Regions from separate parts of the Mus musculus genome. Here regions 2 and 3 are each linked to region 1. The links are chromatin contacts, called in public Hi-C maps. All regions are on one chromosome and are shown on one strand. Each heading gives the region's core, a stretch centred on a gene start, on an enhancer-like site or on the middle of the called end of the contact. The rest is flanking DNA. Distances are from core to core; before and after follow the strand shown. Region 1 holds the start of 4930455H04Rik (RIKEN cDNA 4930455H04 gene). Region 2 has its middle 38 kb from the start of Palmd. Region 3 overlaps Palmd (palmdelphin).

Region 1 (4,661 bases), core at 367-2,866:
GGAATAATAGCACCTATCTCTCAACACCCCTAAGATAAATAAGATGAGATGCATTTGTCTATGGACAAATATTAGCTACTACTATAACAAATATCAAAAGCACAAAGAAATGTACGCCAGTGTGTTCAGTGTCAGCCTTGTCTATTTAACCTCCCTGCCTGAATGGTGATATTAAAGGGCTGATCCAAACACATAATAATGTGGTGGATGGTAATTGGGGCTCACCACATCAACATGCACTTAAAGAATAGGTGGGAAAAAGAAAACAAAGTCCATTGCAAAGCTTCCTGGGCTCTGCTCTGACCTGAGTTTCCCCGGGGTTCACTGCCTTCCTTAAAGGGCAGGGACTGTCCACCCAGGGCACACTTTCACAGGCTCGCTCCTTGCTCTTGCATAACTTCAGGCTGTCAAAATGGGCACCTTCCTGAAATTGAAGATTGTCGGGGTTTGTTTTTTTGTTTTGTTTTGTTTTGTTTTTTGTTTTTTGTTTTTTGTTTTTTTTGAATGGGGTCCAAAAAAGGTGCTGCAGTCCCCAGATATCCAACATCAATCATCACGTTAACACCTTTGGGTTTTTTTGTTTTGTTTTGTTTTGTTTTGCTTTCCAAGACCTAAGAGTCTAAGGTCTCTGTCAGAAGGCTGCCTGCGGTGGGACTTTGAGAGGGGAGCTGAGCTTGATGCAAATATTCTACTCTAAGGGTTCTTCGGTTACTAAAGGAGCCATCACCATTACCTAAAGCCAAGCAGAGGGAGATAACAAACAAGTGACTTAGCACTTCTCTCTCTCTCTCTCTCTCTCTCTCTCTCTCTCTCTCTCTCTCTCTCTCTCTCTCTCATCCCCCCCCCCCCCCCGAGATAAACTAAGCGAGATAACTTTAAACACACACAGGCTCACAGGAAAACCTGGGCTGCCCGGACCCCGACACTCAGCACGGCAGCTCCCTGCGCCACTCCTGGAAAATAATGACTTGGGTAAGGAACAGTTAATAAGAAAATGTGTCTCGCTAACCGTGCACAGCACAACAAAGAGCTGGCAGCCCCTGAAGGAAAAGGGCTTGTGCGGCTGCCGTTCAAACTTGTCAGTCAACTCGTGCCAGCAGCCTCAGCGTCTGCCTCCCCAGTGCACCCTCATTACATGTGTCTGTCTGGCCTCATCTGTGCATGGGCTCTGAGCCGCTCCGCTCCTGACAGTTCGGAATTCTCTTCCTCTCTCCCTGCTGCAAAGAGCGGATTTCTCTCCGTGTCTCTTCTGTCATCTCCAGCTCCCCTCTCCAAGGACGCACCTTGATTTATGGTAGCTTTGGACTTCCTTCAGCGTCTGCCTGTCCTTGACTTCTAGAATGGAAGAAGCTGAGCTGGTGAAGGGAAGACTCCAGGCCATCACTGTAAGTCTACATAGAGTTTTAAGTCAGTAAGGTGGTTGCTTAGACAAACGGCACCGGCACCGGCACCGGCACCGGCACCGGCACCGGCACCGGCACAGGCGACGTTGCTAGCTGTCCTTGTCTCCCAGGCCTTCCAAGTAGAGAAACAGAACTAAGCCTTCGTGGACTCTGGTCTGCTTCTCTTAACCCTTGTGACCCTCCATGACACTGGGGCTTCAGAACCTGAGATCCAGGGAAATGGTTCTGGAATTTACAGATGGTGTTTGCATTCTAAACGATAATCAAGGGTTGTTTGCTTGTTTGCTTGTTTTTATAAATAGTTTGTAAACTCTCCTCACCTTCTGTGGATATCTGAAGTTTAGGGTTTTTTCTTCAAATTCCTTCTATCGGACAAATGTTCTTATAGATGCCTAACTGGAAAACTTTTCAAAGCAATGAATAGAACCCCCAAAAGTTTTTTTTTAAAGAGGTAGATCAAAAGGAAGAAAATCGGAAACATTTTTATTCATGTGTCAAAGTATATTCCAGACAAACCTAACTGAATTAAAGCAAAGCTTGGTGTATGTATGTATGCATATATATATATGCGAAGTATTAAAACAGAAGAAAAGTAGCGAAGGCACGCATCAGAGTAATTCTCGCAGATCAGTTTTCCAGTACAGAAGGACAGACATAGTCCGAATAAGGTCTCAATACAGGAGCCATGCACAAGATGGACTTGGAAAATATTTCCCTAATTCCGGGAAGAAAAGTAGTACACTTGATGTTTGTTCTGGGGAAAAAAAAAATCAAAGCAAGAAATGAGTCACTTTTCTTAAATGATACCATTCTTTTTCTCATTTGCTTCCAAACTGCTGTATGTGACGATAACCTGGAAGTCCCTGACCTGGTCATCTATCGTTATTAGCTGTAACTTTTGATAGCATTTTTGCAAGGAAAAGCAACTTGGCAAATCCACACCCCTGTGCGTCACATTTTCTGACACTGAAATTAACCGTCAAAAAAGAAGTAACTACTTTCTGAAAAACTGACACTAAATCAAGGTAGATAGGAGGTTATCCAACTCTTTGCTCCTCAAATTCTCACAATTAATTAAGCAAATCCTAATTTAGGTTTTGTTGTGCATACACACACACACACACACACACACACACACACACACACACTAAGGGAATATAGCGGGGGTTTTTTCCCTCCTACCCAGAAAGGATAAATAAAAACCTACTTTCTTCACCAGTGAAAAGGAGCCAAGAGTCCACTAAGCAGCCTGGGCACCTTTCTATAGAGAGTACTTTTTAATTTCTGAATTCTAATTACTGTATTTTTTCCTTTCATCTTAAAAACCTTGGCCTGGATTTTTGTTTGTTTTGTTTTGTTGTTAAATCCGGCCACAGCTTCAGCTGTCCTCCTAGAAGGGACAGGAACTCCACTGTGCTCTGTTGTTCTTGGCATGGCCCTTTCACATTACAGCTGTTGGCTAAAGGTTACTTCACTGGGCCGTGTGAGTCGCTCACAACTAGGTTCCATTTCTCCCCACGGCTTTACCTCCCGGATAACCAAATGAAACAGTTGACTCGGTGATGCACACAGACACCTTCTTCTGTGTCTCTGCTACTGAACTGGGGAACATCTTATTTTAAGGTCTTGCTAAGTGTGGTTTGCAGCTTAGAGCATTTAGTGAACTAGGGCATGGTCCAAGTAGATGGCGGCTGAGAGTTATTCAGAAAGCCAAGGAATTTTCACTGAGGCTTCAGGTGCAATTAGATATAGAAGATCAAAATGCCTTAAAAGGAATTGAGTAGGTAGGCAGGTTCCTGAATATAGAGATACTTTCACTGTTAAAATTAATAAACTTTTAAAAATTATCCCACGAGCCCAAACATATCCCTTTAGAGTTAATTAAGTCTTGGAGGTACAGTCACAAAACTTAGCTTGAAAGTAAAATTCTTGCTTAAAGCCTGTAGGGTAAAAACTGGCAAAAGTTTATAGGAACGAATTTCCATAAGCCTGCACCTCACAGGGCTCAGTCACATTTGTCACCACCTAGAGGGGAAATGGAGTAGTTCCTCCGTGTCCATGGAAACAATACAACCACTCTCCTCCTGCACACCCTGGGAAATGCCAGCTTACTCCGCCCTGGCCTTGCCCAGGAAGCCACCCCTGCTATTCTTTCTTCCTAGGAAAAGAAAACACACCGTACCCAGGGAACTTTCAAGAGTTATCTCATTTTTTGAAAGGCATTAAAATTACAAAAACTCAGAGATAATCTTTTAACTGCTCTCCTACACTGAAATAATTTTTATATATGTCCATGACGGCAAAGATGTTAATTCCCTAAGACACCAAGACTCAACAACACAGAGACTTCACTGTAAAAGGACAAGAACAACAAACATTAACACTGCAAGAGCTGTTTGATTTTTTTATTATTATTAAATTATGATTCTCTAACTTTTGGCAGTAAAATGAAATAAGCTGTAAATATTGTTCTTACTCCACAGGGTCTCAAGTAACTAAAAAGGTGTTCTTTTAACTACAAATAATTGAAAAAAATTCATCTTCATATAATTTGGCTGAACCAAGTAGCATTACGATAAAACTACTGTAACCCTGTGGTGACGCCATTCATTTCCCATACCAGTAAATTTTATTTTAAGATCATTCACAAATTTTTTCAATGGTTTAAAGACAATGAGGGCCAAATTATGAAAGGACTCAGAAAGGATTATTTTGAGGAGGACATTAAAGTCTGGATGCTCCAAATTGACTCTTTTAATTAATTACCTTCACATTCTGCCTTCATTGCTCCACCCCTAAAGCCACTCCTCATTTCCTGAGTTGATGACCAAAGTACTCGTTAGTCAATGAGTTCCATTCCCAGCTGTAATCGAAAACAGAGCAACCTTGCATTGACTAAATATTATACTTGGAACCTCAAGAGTCTCTTGAGGCTATTTTCAAGCTAGTATGCATTTAGCAAATAACTAATTTTTATACAGACAAAGGGCTGTTGAAATCAATGTTTACCCACTATGTAGCCCTGGATGGATGGCTTGGCACTCAGCATGTAGACTAGGCTGACCTTGAACTCATAGAGATCTGCCTGCTTCTGCCTCCAAAGTGCTGCGGTTAAAGGCGCCAACACACCCAGCATGAAATTGATATTTAGTGTTACTGGAAATGGTGATACCAAATTCTCCATTATTTTGAGGGGGGTGTGGAGAAACGCAGGTCACACTGGCACTGATCGCCACAGAGCTACTCTTTGGAAGTAAG
Region 2 (4,228 bases), core at 523-3,022, 39 kb before region 1:
CTTTGTTGTTTTTTTGTCAGGGAATTTGTCACAGTGACAAACACAAAAACAGGAGATATAGGTGTGTGTATGGGTGTGTGTGTATCTGTATACTATATAAATGACACTATAATGTTGGATACATATGTACATGCGTGTCCAACTCACCAAGAGTGAGCACTAAACTGTGAACTCTGGTTAAGAATGCTGTGTGCTCAGTGCTTCTTCAAAGGGGAAACAAAATACTCACAGGAGGAAATATGGAGACAAAGTATGGAGCAGAGGCTGAAGGAAAGGTGATCCAGAGACTGTCCCACCTGGGGATCCATCCCATATTCAGTCACCAAACCTGGATGGTATTGTGGATGCTGGGAAGTGCTTGCTGACAGGAGCCTGATATGGCTGTCTCCTGAGAGGCTCTGTCAGAGCCTAGCAAATACAGAGACAGATGCTCACAGCCAACCATTGGACTGAGCGTAGGGTCCCCGATGGAGAAGTTGGAGAAGGGACTGAAGGAGCTGACAGGGTTTGTAACCCCAGTGGGGAAAACAACAGTGTCAACAGGCCAGACCCCCTTGGAGCTCCTGGGGATTGGATCACAAACCAAACAGTACACATGGAGGGACTCATGGCTCTGGCCTCATATGTGGCAGGGGATGGCTTTGTTGGACATCAGTGGTAGAAGCTGCCCTTGGATCTGAGGGTGTTTGATGTCCCAGTGTAGGGGATTGCCAGGGTGTGGAGGTGGGAGTGGGTAGGTTGGGGGGCACCCTCCTAGAGGAAGGGGGAGGGGATGTGATGAGGGTTTCTGAAAGGAAGACCTGGAAAGGGGAAAACATTTGAAATGTAAATAAAGAAAATATCTAATAATAAATAAATAAGAATGTTGTGTGCCTATTAATGATACTCTGCTTTGCTTGCAGACAGGAGCAGGTTGCCCTTTTGAGATGCTTCACCCAGCAGCCAAGTCAGACAGATACAGACACCCACAGCCAAACAGTGGATAGAGCCTGGGGACTCTTGTAGAAGAACAGGAGGAAGGATTGACGGCCCAGAATGGGGATCAGAACTCCACAGGAAGACCAACAGAGTCAACTAACCTGGACATTTGGGGCTCTCAGAATCTGAACCACCAACCAAAGAACATACATGAGCTAGACCTAGGCCTCCACGAACATAAGTAGCAGATGTGCAGCTTGGCCTTCATTTGGGTTCAGAACAGCTGGAGTGGGGGCTATTCCAAAAGATGTTGCCTGTACATGGGATATGTTCTTATAACTGAGCTGCCTTGTCTGCCATGGGTGGCCTTTCTCTAAAGCACCTAATCTCACAGATACTTGAAGTGCCCGGGAGGACAGGATACCCAGGGGGCTCCCACCTGCTCAGAGGAGAAAGGGAGGGGAGATGGGGGAAGGATTGTGGGTGACCAGGATGTAGTCAGTGATCAGGATGTAAAGTGAATAAGTAAAAAACTAAAAAAATTTTTTTAAAATGCTGCTTGCATGGAGTCTCGCTGGTTATAGAAATGCACAGGCCCACCTACAGAGATTTTTGGGGGAGGCTTTCTGAGGGGAGGGGGGCAAGAAGGGGGAGGCATGTATAGGAACACTGTTTCCCATCCAGTATGGTTGTGAACCTACAGTATTTCTAGAAAATGGAGGGGAGAGATTAAAATGCAGGAAATGTTACCAAAAGCTGGATGAAAAGACATCCTACCCACATAGCAACAGAAAGATTAGCAGTACCGCTGCCTGCAGTAACCGGCAAAGTGGAAAATGTATTTAATCGACTGGATGTTCCCACTGAGGAGATTTCCAGGCAGGGTGCTAAAAGTGCCACCTGGCTTCTTTTCCGTGCTTACAGTTAAACAGCAGCGGACAAATGAGCTAAGAAGAAGAAAAAACACCGCATATGAAGAAGTCAGGATTGGCTGAAACCCTTGTTCTTAACTCTCCCAAAAGTATCAAATCAAGGGATGAATTTAAATCAAAGGCTAAATCCAGAAGAGAGAAAAATCTTTAGGATCTTTGGCAAAAACCTTAGACATAACGCAGGGAGTATCCAAGGAAAACATTAGTCAATAGGCCTAAATTCTCCAAGCTGAGTCTCACAAACTCCCTCCTTTGAAGAGAATGTGTTCTCAGACCCTGAAAAGACTTCCTCAGTGGCCTTGAAGGAGATCACAGTCAAGTGGGGAGTGTTGCACCTTGAAAGGCATGCCTGCTTGGCTTTTGTATAATGGAGTAAACTATTCATTAGCAACCCACAAACTTTTAAAAGAATTATGTTGTATCAAGAAGACTCAAAAAGATTTTTGTATTGAGAGTACAAAAATGAGAGAGCTTAGGGGCTCCTAACCCCTATGAACAAGAAGCACATTTAGAACATCACTGAACTATGAATTCTGACCTAATGAAAAAAAGAAGGAAAACTTTATGCGGTCAAGGCCTCATACAGATGCCTTCCCAGGAACAAGGATGAGCACAACAAGAGTTGGCAAGGGATATTTGGCTGTGTTTCAGAGCAGTGAGACAGTGGCTCTCATTTTTCTCCTCTGCCTATTCCATAATCCGGAGGTTCTGGGTATGTAGGAAACAGATACCAAGTTTTTGGATCTAGAAGAGCAATATTCAGGAAGCCACACCTGATCTGACTGATGTGATACTATCATAGACTTTGGGATGATGCTGCAATAGCGTGAGACTTGAGGGTCTTTAGGAAGGAGGTTGAGACTTTTTTAAGTAGGGCACACGGTAATCATTGGAGATCAGAGCTTAGCCCTTGGTAATCAGTTCTAAACACAATCTACAATGACCCTTGCCTCCAGGCACTCCTGCCTGGAGCAAGTTCCTATTTGGATGAATCAGGACTACCCTGTATGAGCAGTTCAATATAGCAGAAGTGACAGTCTGTGAGCAGAGGAACAGAGTGTGAGCAGACATTTCAGCTTCTGTCTTGATCTCTCATCTTAATTACTCTTTGGGGTAATGCAGTCATATACTATAGAAAAAACTCAAGCCCAAGGATAACAACCATTGCAAAAATAATTGGCCAACATCCACTGTAGGGGGTTACCTTAAAAATGGGATTTAACCAGCCTTCGTCAAGACTTCAGATAACAGCAACCCCAACTGGCTTGTGACTGGAATGTTGTAAAAATGATCCTAAATTCTTGACCCAGAGAACTATGGAACAGAATTTCTTTCTATAAGAGATGATTAGTACATTAAATCACTAAGGGGATTTTGGGGGTTGGGTTATTTATTACCTAACAAGAGATACAAAGTATAGCAAGTTTTAAAGGTGAGATATGTGGGGGAAGAGACTCTATCAGGGTAGGTAGTTTCTCTCTGTGATAATCAATAGTAAGATCCAGGCCACTTCAGAAAGCAAATGACCCCCAGAAGGAAGGTCATAGTTTGGCAGAGAAGTTAAAAGTGAAGTTTAAACAGTTTGAAATACTCTGGAATTCTTTAATAAAGTTACTGAAATCATTTTAATTCCAGTGTTTACATAAGGATGGTTGTGGGATCAGTCATTCGGTTGAAAGACTTTCTGAGTAAATAATTTACATGTATCCGGTACTTAGACCATTACTCTTACATTAACCCTTGGGACAGCTATCACTAATACCATTTAATACCTGAAGCACCTAATGCATTAAAAAAAAAAAAAAAGTCACCTAAGGTCACAATAGCAGAGTCAGGAATGAAATTTTAGTCTGAGACAATCCCGACTTTTCTTTTTTCTGTCATGTTGTGTAGTGTTGTAGTTTATCTTAAGCGTTTAATGAGGATAAACGTTGCAAGTATACTAGAGCAGCTGATAAAGTAATACTATCAAATCAACTTAAGGAGGAGTTTATTCAGGTTTATGGCTCCAGAGAACTAGATATCCATGGAAGATATGGTGACAGAAGGCTGGGAGATGACATCTCGGGCACACACCAGAAGCACGGACAGTGAGCCGGAAGTGACATAAGAACGTGAACCCTCAAAGCCCACTCCCTCGTGACTTACTTCCTCCAACAAGGTTCACCTCCTAAATGCTTCCGGAACTCCTCAAACACCATCACCAATGCAGAATAAAGCTTTGAAATATCTGTGTCTATGGGGACATTTCTCATTCAAGCCACCATAGATACCAAGTAGGTGTCTTATGATAACTAGCAATCTTATAAAAGAAAAGGTACAGTGTAAATAATGTGAACTGGAAATGTCACAGGAATCATAGAAGGAGGAGATTTGTA
Region 3 (4,487 bases), core at 849-3,348, 39 kb after region 1:
CCTTTGTATAGCACCTGACTGAGATTTAACCCAGTCCACCAGCCTCCTGCCTTCATCTCCCAATTTCAGTTCAACCAGTTACATTTGTGGGTTTCCAGTTACTCGGGTCCTAACAATGGCAGCATCCTCTCCCTCTCCCTCTCCCTCTCCCCCTCCCCCTCCCCCTCCCCCTCCCCGTCACCCTCACCCTCACCCTCCCCCTTCTCCCCTCCGCCTCCCTTCCTCCTTCCCCCTTTCTCTCTCACCTGTAATCTATAATCTACCAATAAATCCTGGAAGTTCTCTCTTTTAAATACTCTTATGACTTCATCATTTCTCATTTTCCTAGAAGCCACTATCTTAGACCAGGTCATCTTTATCCATACTATTAACAGCTAATCTCCATGCTGCTTTCTCCAGTGAAGTCTCCCATCCAAGGAGCAACCAGTGCAGACCCTGCTTCTGATAGTGATATGGCAATAGACACCCCCCATCCACAAACCTTCCTATGTCCAAGACCCTATATGTTCCTGCTACCTGTGTCTCCCCTCAAGTTTTTTAATCTACCCTGCTCTCTAGGGAGCATGTTTTTATGCTCTGCACTCATTCATTGTCACACACAACATTTGTATAAAGAGACATCATCTCCAGAACAATATTATGTGCCCTTAATCCTGGTAATCCATTATGCCTTTTTATGGGAATATTTTTCATATAGAAATATATATGTGCTTATATACATGTTTGTTAAATGTATAATATATATGTAACTAGATGTTATATGCATATACAAACAGGCATGCATATATACAATTATTAATGCAGGAGTTGGCAAACTATGGCCTAGAACCCATCTAGCCCTGTTCTGTATTTTTATGGACACAAAATAGGAATGCTACACACACACAATTGAAGTGTTACACAGCACAAATAAAGGGGAAACAAATGAATGAATAACATAACCAACATGTGGACTATAAGCCTGAAACATTTTACATCAGACCTTTCTCAGAACAACCCTGCCAGCCTGGGTATTAATGCACTGTTTCCTGCTAAAATATCAACCTCTCCATTTTTTACTATCATAACACTATCATATAGAATAGTTCCTGGTACAGTGAATACACTCAGTAAACATTTTATGTGGATGCATAAATGAATGAAGACAAAGATTAGTCTCCGTGATTAGTCTCAGGTCACACAGGAAGTTGGCAGATGAAGCCGAATTCAAGCCTACATTTCTTTCATTTCACAGCGGGGGGGGGGGGGGCTGAGATTTAAGAGTTTTTGAACCTCCTTCATTTCTACCCAGGTTCCCCTTTACACCCCGTGTCTAACACACATATTGGGAAGAGAGCCCTTAGGTGGGCAGTGAAGGGGGACAAAGGTAGAATGTGTTATGGAAAGCCTTGAGATTCCTCTCCAGAACAAGCTCATACCTGTCACCTGCCATGTCCAACTGCCTTACATGAGCATCATCATCTCTCCTAGTTTCACCTAACATCTGAACAAAACAAGGCAGGTATTGTTATTCTCATCATGCACATTGCAAAGCTGAGTTTTTCGGAGGTTAAAGAAATTGACTATAATGTGTAGCAAAGACTCTAGAATCCAGATCTACCACTTTTAGTCGTTTTCCACTCTACCAGAGTAGCTCACCACACATTTCCTAATTCAGGACTCATTTCATAATTCTACTGATGGGAGAACGCTACCAGATACCTGGAGGAATTTTCTTTTTTAATGGCAGGCATCTCCTAAGAAACCAGGGGTACTATAATTCACTTGAAGTTGTATGATGTTCAAGAAAACCGCCTCAGCTATAAATGGCCTTCAAATGCTCAGAGACCACATCAATATCAGACCTGGAGTTAACACAATGAGTAGAGTGGCCAAGACAATCATATTCTTGGATTTTTAATAGTGTGACAGTGGCCTAAGATTCTGGAGCAGCCAGGCCCATGCTATCTTCAAGAAGGAGGCCAAGCAAATTGACAATTATGTTAGCTGACATGAATATCCACAGCTGGCGTCTCTTGGACCAGCTGTCATGTCAAATCAGCTGTCCTCCGAGGCAGCTGACTTGTGAGCTCAGAGTGTCTGGCAAAGACTACACATGGTTCATGGCTGGAAGAGCCAGCCTTGGTAACTGCAGCTGCCAGGGTCTGTGGAATCACACAGAGCAGACAGTCCTGAACTTCATCCGCATGCTGGTATGAGTTCAGAGTCTGTGGAACAGTCCATGAGTGTACCTCTTTGTCAGTTCCTTTGCACATTATCAGGCTATGCGTATCTACTATCACACCACAGAAAATGAGACCGTTATATTAGGATCTTGTCCATTTGTCCATCTCTCCTTCCTACTCAGAAAAGAGCATAGTGCTCAAGGAGCTTAAAACAGTGTCATTTCTGATGTCAGAATGGACAAGGGCCAGGTGTGGTGGCATACTTCTTTCATCTCAGCACTCAAGAGTTTGAGGCCAGCAAATCTCTGCAAGTCCTAGGCCAGCTTGGTCTTCACAGTGAGTTCCCACACAGCAGTACAGTTGACTGTTACATGGTGAGACTATGTCCGTTTTGGGGGTGGTGGTAAGGAATTATGTTTGAGACAGGGTTTCTCTGTGTGTAACCCTGCTGTCCTGGAATTCACTCTGTAGACCAGGCTGGCCTCAAACTCACTTCCCTCCCTGATTTTCAAACCACATTGTTTGTACCTCAGGCTAGCCTCAAAGCCTCAGGCTCCCTGCCTCAGCCTCCAGAGCTCTATCATCAAGCCTGTGCAGCCACCTTCAGCCTAAGGAGCCTCTTAATGGAATAAGTTATTCTGGTTTGTGTGGAAGCAACCGTAACCATTGCAACAAAGATAATGAGGCCAAAGCCGAAAGCTTCACTAACATACTAGTTAGCTTTCTCATCCCTGTGACAAATGTGCAACTCAAAACAGGAAGGATTTATTGGGACCCACGGCTTGAGGAGATGCAATAGGTAAAGCCAGGGAGGGCACAGAAACAGGAGCCGCATGCAGCAGCTGATCACACAGAAGACAGAGAGGGGGAAAGAGGAAGAGAGGGAAGGGGGAGAAAGAGGGACAGAGACAGACAGACAAACACACAGAGAAAGATTGAGGGGGAAGAGAGAGAAGAAAAGAGAGGAAGTGAGAGAGCGAGAAAGAGAAAGCAAGGGAGAGTGAGATATAGAGAAAGCAAGAGAGAGAGAGAGAGAGAAAGAGAGAGACTATTTGGTCTGGGTCCTCAGTCATGACTATTGTGGGTCTCCTCATCTCAGTTAAATCTCCCAGGAATAACCCTCACAGACAAGCCTAATGGTATGCTCTATTAATGTCCTGGGATTATTTAATCCAATTGGCCATCAAAATTAACCTTTATATCTGAGAAGTCTCTATGTAAAACTAAATAAAAGTAATAAGACTTGGATTAAAAACTGTTCAAGCGTTGGAAACCTTCTGTGCATTAGGTGTGGTACGAGATGTGAGACTGCGATGCTCAGACAATGCCACGTGCTTGAAGATGTCTCAACTGAGTCTGCATCTGAGAAAGATGCATCTGAGACCCTGCATGTACCACATTTACAAACTATATCTTTTTTTAATGTCAGGCTTGAGAAAGAGATCCAAGATCTTGAAAAGGCTGAACTGCAAATCTCAGCCAACGAAGAGGCAATTCTGAAGAAGCTAAAGTCGATCGAGAAGACCACAGAAGACATAATAAGAGTGAGTGTAACTCAGCTTCAAACTATGATTCCCTCAGAAGAGTCCGCAAACACTACACTTCAAAATTCTTCGAAGTAGTTCTAGATGTGTATTTTGACTTTCTTAAACTAAGCTCACCCTGGAAATCTTTTATCTTACAGTCCGTGAAGGTGGAAAAGGAAGAAAACCCAGAAGGTATGTTTTTAAGCAGCCTGTTTCAGGTCGAAGCGAGGTAATTTTCATAAAATCACTGGCCTTGTTTCACCATTATAAATATCTTACATGTGTTTTGAATTCACACCAACTTTACAGAGTCAATCGAGGACATCTATGCTAATATCCCTGACCTTCCAAGTTCCTACATACCTTCCCGATTAAGAAAGGAAAGAAACGAAGGACCAGATGACGAACAAAACAGAAAAGGTATGTGAGAACTTGCACTGAACAGCACGTTCATTTCAGGTGTCTTTAAGATGTGTGTGTGTGTGTGTGTGTGTGTGTGTGTGTGTGTGTGTGTGTGTATGTATGTGTGTGTGTGTGTGTATGTGTGTGTGTTATGTATGTATTGTATGTTATTTATGTATTGTATGTATTGTGTGTTATGTGTATTATATTATATATGATGTGTTATGTATGTATTATTGTATGTATTCTATATGTGTTTATTGTATTGTTATGTATGTATTGTATATATTCTGTATGTATACTGTATGTGTTATCTATGTGTGTATTGTATGTGTTATTTATGTATTATCTATGCATGTTATTGTATGTATTACGTATGTATATGTTATATCTA

The links. A called contact is a pair of places that touch in the nucleus more often than the background predicts.
Region 2: a Hi-C map of forebrain shows a contact between it and region 1, with 4 times the contacts expected there. The contact joins the enhancer-like site here to the promoter of 4930455H04Rik in region 1. A contact is called at or near these places in 2 of 39 promoter capture datasets (hippocampal neurons and macrophages), 8 of 484 Hi-C or Micro-C datasets (the AML12 cell line, brown adipocytes, cerebral cortex and 4 more), 1 of 115 datasets of contacts at active chromatin or transcription factors (embryonic stem cells) and 3 of 9 other capture datasets (adipose tissue, liver and pancreatic islet).
Region 3: a Hi-C map of muscle stem cells shows a contact between it and region 1, with 2.2 times the contacts expected there. The contact joins the enhancer-like site here to the promoter of 4930455H04Rik in region 1. A contact is called at or near these places in 3 of 39 promoter capture datasets (hippocampal neurons and liver), 1 of 15 datasets of contacts at CTCF or cohesin (the NIH/3T3 cell line), 9 of 484 Hi-C or Micro-C datasets (the C2C12 cell line, the HL-1 cell line, liver and 4 more), 4 of 115 datasets of contacts at active chromatin or transcription factors (cardiomyocytes, embryonic stem cells, heart atrium and 1 more) and 3 of 9 other capture datasets (adipose tissue, liver and pancreatic islet).

Annotation. Positions count from the first base shown.
Region 1 is chr3:116,965,222-116,969,882 of GRCm38.p6, reverse strand. 4930455H04Rik (RIKEN cDNA 4930455H04 gene) reads right to left here and starts at 1,616. Exons shown (of 3, transcript NR_040596.1): 1 at 1,284-1,616. It overlaps Palmd (palmdelphin), which reads left to right and starts at 931. Exons shown (of 8, transcript NM_023245.3): 1 at 931-1,385. The coding sequence starts at 1,341. Gm52613 (a long non-coding RNA gene) reads right to left here and starts at 2,861. Exons shown (of 2, transcript XR_003954544.1): 1 at 2,611-2,861; 2 at 1,867-2,157.
Region 2 is chr3:117,005,090-117,009,317 of GRCm38.p6, reverse strand. No RefSeq gene overlaps it. Among named protein-coding and RNA genes, the nearest start is that of Palmd, 38 kb to the right of the region's middle. Within about 2 kb of position 1,772, at least 18 of the 459 cell types and tissues checked have an H3K27ac peak or open chromatin away from gene starts, as enhancers often do. A contact at or near this core is called in cortical neurons, forebrain and hippocampal neurons, where this site is marked.
Region 3 is chr3:116,926,797-116,931,283 of GRCm38.p6, reverse strand. It overlaps Palmd (palmdelphin), which reads left to right. Exons shown (of 8, transcript NM_023245.3): 4 at 3,595-3,709; 5 at 3,850-3,883; 6 at 4,001-4,111. Among named protein-coding and RNA genes, the nearest start is that of Gm32148, 24 kb to the left of the region's middle. Within about 2 kb of position 2,098, at least 18 of the 459 cell types and tissues checked have an H3K27ac peak or open chromatin away from gene starts, as enhancers often do. A contact at or near this core is called in the C2C12 cell line, heart atrium, muscle stem cells and 1 more, where this site is marked.